2 separate regions of the Mus musculus genome follow, and region 1 is linked to region 2. A link is a contact called in public HiChIP or PLAC-seq data. All regions are on one chromosome and are shown on one strand. The core of a region is the stretch at or near the end of the contact, and the rest is flanking DNA. Distances in the headings are between cores, read along the strand shown. Region 1 has its middle 77 kb from the start of Akap11. Region 2 has its middle 12 kb from the start of Gm30662.

Evidence for each region. HiChIP or PLAC-seq counts read pairs in DNA pulled down with a chosen protein or histone mark.
Region 1: a contact with region 2 is called in a BATF HiChIP or PLAC-seq map of CD8 T cells, with 9 read pairs. The contact joins two enhancer-like sites. A contact is called at or near these places in 2 of 39 promoter capture datasets (cranial neural crest and hippocampal neurons), 1 of 484 Hi-C or Micro-C datasets (undifferentiated spermatogonia) and 2 of 115 datasets of contacts at active chromatin or transcription factors (the 230-238 cell line and CD8 T cells).

The regions. Positions count from the first base shown.
Region 1 is chr14:78,458,073-78,460,787 of GRCm38.p6, reverse strand. No RefSeq gene overlaps it. Among named protein-coding and RNA genes, the nearest start is that of Akap11, 77 kb to the left of the region's middle. Within about 2 kb of position 1,452, at least 65 of the 459 cell types and tissues checked have an H3K27ac peak or open chromatin away from gene starts, as enhancers often do. A contact at or near this core is called in the 230-238 cell line and CD8 T cells, where this site is marked.
Region 2 is chr14:78,318,844-78,321,934 of GRCm38.p6, reverse strand. No RefSeq gene overlaps it. Among named protein-coding and RNA genes, the nearest start is that of Gm30662, 12 kb to the left of the region's middle. Within about 2 kb of position 1,499, at least 18 of the 459 cell types and tissues checked have an H3K27ac peak or open chromatin away from gene starts, as enhancers often do. A contact at or near this core is called in the 230-238 cell line and CD8 T cells, where this site is marked.

The DNA of each region.
Region 1 (2,715 bases), core at 203-2,702, 140 kb before region 2:
GGGTCTATTTTCTAAGACCCCTGTAAATGTTTCCAAAGAAACGGGCTGCAGCAAAGCAATAGCCTCCTTGCTAGATCCTTTTCCTCCATCTCCCCTCCCGCTTGAGGGCAGACTCTGAAGGTGGGTGGCCTGTGATCTATGATCTCAGTGCTCCTCCTCTGTGTTCTGTTGGTGATAATTTAGAAGACATTAAAATAGAGACCCAAGACAGAGACTTTCCTGTCTGTTTTGTTATCCTCTGAATCTTCAGAGCCTAGCCTAGCAGTACCTAGCTCAAACAAAGTGACAAAAAAAAAACCCCAAACAAACAAACAAACAAACAAAAAGAAAAACAAACAAACAAAAAAAACCAAAAAACCCCAAACAAACAAACAAAAAAACCCCAAAGCAAAGCAAAACAAACCTTAGAATGAGTGATTGGGTGTTGGCAGCATTTCTTCGACACCTTAATGTACTTAACACTTGTGTTAAGTACATTAAAAGACATAATGGAAGGTGTTGGGGTGGGTCTTTCCTTTTACAGAAAGCACACATTTCTGGCCAACATTATCACTTGATAGTAACAAGTGTAGCCAACTCTGTGTAGGAATTCATCCAGAGGTGGGAACCTGATAGGCTGCCCACATGCATGAGTCTATATTCTAATTCTTTCTTTTAAATTTATTACGAGCCCACAGACTGAAATTCAATTCTTCTTCTTTTTTTTTTTAATTTGCAAAATATAGTTTAAAAGATCCCAGTGTTTTTAAAGATTCTCATATTATCCGATTCAGGCTATTTTGATGCCTATAAATTTATAAAAATCAAATGTTCTGGAATTACAGACTCCTTTGAATGTTCCAGTGCTGATTCTATGCAACATAAGTAGCCTTTTGTTTTTAGGCACAGGGAATACATGATTGAAAGAATGATTTAATTCCACATCTGGGGGGCGGAACACAGCAGCACATTCTCTGTGATTATTCATGGAGCAAACGCAGCCTCCTCCAGAAAGCCACGGAAATTGTGAATAAAATTACCATCAGAGTTTTGTGATGGTGGTTTTCTGAATGTCACCAGCCATTCCGCAGGGAGAGATCAGCCAGAGTTCCCTCCCCTGTAGCTGCAATCCAAGGCCCTGGGCTCGAATCCTGTGTCTGGAGTCAGGTGACTCTCCCTTATCTGAACTGTTCATGGTATTCCTCGAGAACAAGAAGCCTGAGCAACACCTGCCTGCAAACTCAGATCCCTTACGTCAGCCCCACCGCAGCAGCAGCAGCAGCAGCAGCAGCAGCAGCAGCAGCAGCAGCAGCAGCAGCAGCAGGCACCGCCGCCACCTTCTCTGCCTCTGCCGGCCCTTTGCAGTAGGCACTGCCCTCAAAGACACAGGCTCCAACTTGGATGCACTGTACAGTTGGTCTCAGGGCTGGGGCCACTGGGCCATGAGTCAGTCTCTAAGGTCCCTCCAGGGAGGGCCATGCACCTAGGCTTGACGGCAAAGTGAGGTGCTGTTTGCTTTAGCTTTTGTCTGGTTACAGAGTCATTAGCCAGAAGGGAGCTCTGATGTCAGTGTGGTCTTTGTGGATTTCCTCAGTCAGTGTTTGTGAAGGAGATGCTATTAATGGTGTGGCATCCGGTTCAGTTGGATTTTACAATAGTGATTTTATTTTTCATTTCCCTTGCTATGGCAATTCGATATGCTCTCTTAAGTGCAACTGGACACATTACTGTGGAAGAAGTTGAAAGAAGGCAGTGCCTTTTCTGTCCTCGCCCCCCACAACCCCCTAGCAACAGGGGGCAGGGCATGAGTGCCATGACATCGTGCCTCTAGTCAACTTGGAGAACCTTATTATTTTCAGAGTCTGTCCCGGAACCACAAAGCTGTGGCTTAAATGTCTCTGGTCCTTCTTTGGGGCTCAGTGCCTGGAGTCAATGTTTGTGGTTCTGAGCTGGGTGGAACTCTTGAGAAACATGCTCAGGAGAGCAGAGGCTCCTGTTGGCTTCGATTTCCCATCTGTAAAGCAGAGATCTGAGAACTGATGAGATCCTATGTGCGGTCCAAGGCAGCAGAGTACCTGTGAGCTCTTAGGTCTTTGAAGGCAGGTGCTGTAAGCATGAGAGATAAAAGCTTCCTGAGATGAAACGATGGTCAGAGGTCTTTTGAGAGCTGACAACATTCACTGCAAATGATTCTCCCCTCCCCTCCCTCCAAGCCTCTGTTGGTTTGAGAGTTGAGTAGCTGGAGGAGAGGTGCTAGAATGTAATGTAACATCTGACTCTCTCAAAGTAGGGAGAGAGGAAAAGGGAAAGGGAAGGAAGGAGGAGATCTCCAGGGAGAGGGGAGGGAGGTGCTGGGGTGATCTAAGAGCTAGGAGGAAGGAGGCTCCAAGTAGGATGAACTGCTCTGTTTGTAAGATGCATCAGGCTCCTTCTAGCCCTTTCAAGGCTTGGCTTCACTCAGCCAAAGCTGTGCTACCTCCTCTTCATTTGGGATTAGCAAAGATCTCTCTGGTATAGGGCTGGTGGTGAGTCAGACTTTCTGGTCCTTGGTGATCGCCCTGCCCCAGCTGTTCTTCTTCATTGGTTGTATCCTCTGCTGAGCTCTTTAAGAACAAAAAGGCAACTGGGCTCTACCAATCTTCACACTATTCTTCTCATTGTGAGTCCCAAGAACCCAGCACAGAACTGTCCTCTAGGGAAGACTCACAACATAAGATGAGACCCCCATGTTGAGTG
Region 2 (3,091 bases), core at 250-2,749:
TTCCTTGTCTGTACTACTGATAATGGAAATGTTTGGATCTAATGACACAGCCAAACAGACCTCTTCTTACTAATGACAGTCTTACAGATTTCTCAATGACTTTTTTTCTCTCTCTCTTAAAAATACTTTAAAATTGAAGGGACAACAAGATGGTTTCCAGGACAAAAGCACCAGGATAAGGGCACCAGGACAAGGGCACCAGGATAAGGCCACCAACTTGATGATCTGATTTGATCTCTGAAACCCACACGGTAGAAGAAGAAGAAAACCGAAACTCAAATTGTCTTCCGACCTCTTGACCTCCACACTCAACCCATAACATTTATGTTCCCACCTCTCACCCATTTCTTTCTCTCCTCCCCACCTACTTCTCCCCTCCCCCTCACTCTTTCTCTCTGTGTTTCAATCTCTCTCTCTCTCTCTCATACACACACACACACACACACACACACACACACACACACACACACACACACACAAAATGGCAATTCTTTTTAAGTTTTACAATTGAAAACTGAATGAATTTTCCAAATACAAACTTAAGCCTGTCTTTTATAATTCATGAAACGGATGCTTAGATTATTTTCATGGAATGTCTGCTCAAGCGATGTCTGTCATTGACAGCCCCATCGACCTGATCAGAACATGGCGGTGCAGAGCTGTGCTGGATCGTGACCTCAGAAACCCTCCCTGTGCTTCATATCTCCTTACTGATCTCCACCTCGGCCAGCCCCTGCCACGTCTGCTGTGGGCAGACCTTTGTTATAGGAGAGTTCTTTCATAGCTTTCTGTCTTCTTGTGCATCCGAGTTTACTTTTAAAGAAAGAAACAAGTAAGTGATCATTCTACTAAGATATGAGTACTGTCACTAGATAAAGCACACAGACTTTCACGTGTAAGTTTTACAATTATTGACATGAGGGTCTGTCTCACCGGGTGGACCAGTCTGACCTAAAGCATTTGAACTTGGACTCCCCTTGCCTTGTTCTTCCTAGTGCAGGGTTTGCAGCTTCCACCGAGGCAGGTTAGCAAAGAACATAGATCATGTGTACTTTCCTGGTGGTCTTCCTTACTTCCGGTGCTGATGATAGCAGCAAAAATCCATCTGAAACTGCTCAGAGTGACCGGAAGCAGGATGATCCCTTGAGCTCAGGAATTCTGGGACATACTAAGACACCTAAAGAGATTCAGTTTCAAAAATATGATCAGGTTGAGTAAGGATGCTGTGGTGTGGCCATAGTGAGTATAGCAGCGAGATGAAGAGTGGTTGGAACAGCAGTACATATGTTAAGCAATGTTAGCTGGAGTTTCCATATATGTCCACTCACACTGAACTCAAAACAACTCGGCAGTACTAAACCAGAGCTCTCACCACTCAGGTCTGCTGGCACCATGGCTCTGTAGCCATCCTGTAGTGTTTTACCTTAGCTTTTCAAAGAATGAAACCCAGACCCAGAAATAGAGGTCACCTCTCCTGTTAGTGGCGCAGCTTGGATTTAATCACAGGATGTGAGACCACAAGGTCCCCGTTTTTAACTGCTTGGTTTTAGGGCAGGCTCCTAAAACTTTCACTCTGTCACGGAGCAGGAATAGATTCATGGTTAGACCAGTCCCTTCTACTCTGAAGTTTCCACGGAGGGCTTTTCTAAAATCCGAATCTTTTTTGATGGTTGAGAGCTGTGACTACAGAAAGAACGAAAGTTCTCTAACTAGACAGCCTCGATGAGACGTTTGCCCAGACCTTTGGTGCAGTTTGGTGTTGAGCAAAGCCCCATCTGAATAGAGGTCAGTTCTCTCTCTTTCCCAGGCTGGAAGAGCCGTGTTGCTGTGGAGCAGTGACCTGTGTGTCTGCTGTGATGGTGGCAGATGCCACACCTGTTACTTCTGCAACATGCCTGCTCAGAAATACCTCCCCACAAGCATTCCTATCTGGTTTAAAATTCAGGAGGCCTCTCTCTGCCACGTGTCAGGAACTTGACTGCTGGATGGTGCGGGGTACACATAATAAATAAGCAGACTCCGTGTCTTCAAGACTACACAGAAATGATTAGAGTCACTGAAACAAAGAAAGTGATAGAGGTGAAGTGAGTGAGAGAGGGACAAAGTGAAAGCATTGTTTAACTAAGTCTCTGTGTGTGCGGGAAGTGGGAAGGAGTTATGAGTAGGGACCTGAAGGCTGAATAGGAGGAGTCACCTCAGTAATGAAGCAGGAAAGATGTCACAGGCTCCTCCGACCTGCAGTCAGGACCTGGAGAGCCTGTGACTCCTCCTGGGTGTTCATCTCAGTAAAGGCAGTGACTTGGGTGACATCTTGGGTCTTTGGTCTTCCTCATCTTCTCACAACCAAACCCAGTGGCTTCTTTGACTAAATGGCTCTGAGGATTCTACTTCCACACCACTTCTGCCATTTACTGCTGGTCCTTGCCTGTATTTGGCAGTGGCCATATAACCAACTTCTCCTCCAGGCTTGCTCTGCCCATCATCTATGATCTTCCTCCACAAGCCTGTCCTCCACACTGCAGCTCGAACACCTTCTGAACCATGCAGCAAAACACACAGAGAGAACATTTTAAAGGCTTTGCACTGCCTCAGAAGAAAATCCAACTTTTTATCTGAAGAGACAAAGGCTTGTTTTTTCAGCATCCTGGTCTCTCCTCACACGTTCTATCCTCACACGCTGTGACACTAAACTTTCAGTTCCTTGAATACATCCTGTTTTGTTTCTTGGCCCCTATATTTTCCCACTTTGCTTAAATAATGATTACTCATCCCACAAGTCTTGTTTAAATATGGCTTCCTTCAACAAGTCTTTTATGGCCAAGGTTAAAAACTTCTCTTATGTGCTCCCAAGACATTTTGCTAATTATACTATACGGTAAGTGGCTGTCTGCTTGTGTGACAGTAGGGTAAAGTAGGAATGAGAGGGAGGGAGGGAGGGAGGGATAGAGAGAGAGAGAGAGGGGGGGGGGGGTTTCAAAGAATTCTATTAGCAAAAAGGAGGGCTGGGTAAGCAAAGCAAACCTGACCAAATGGGAAAATTACTTGAGAAGTGTTTTTCAGAGGAGCAGCTGGGGAAGGTGATATTTGTTGA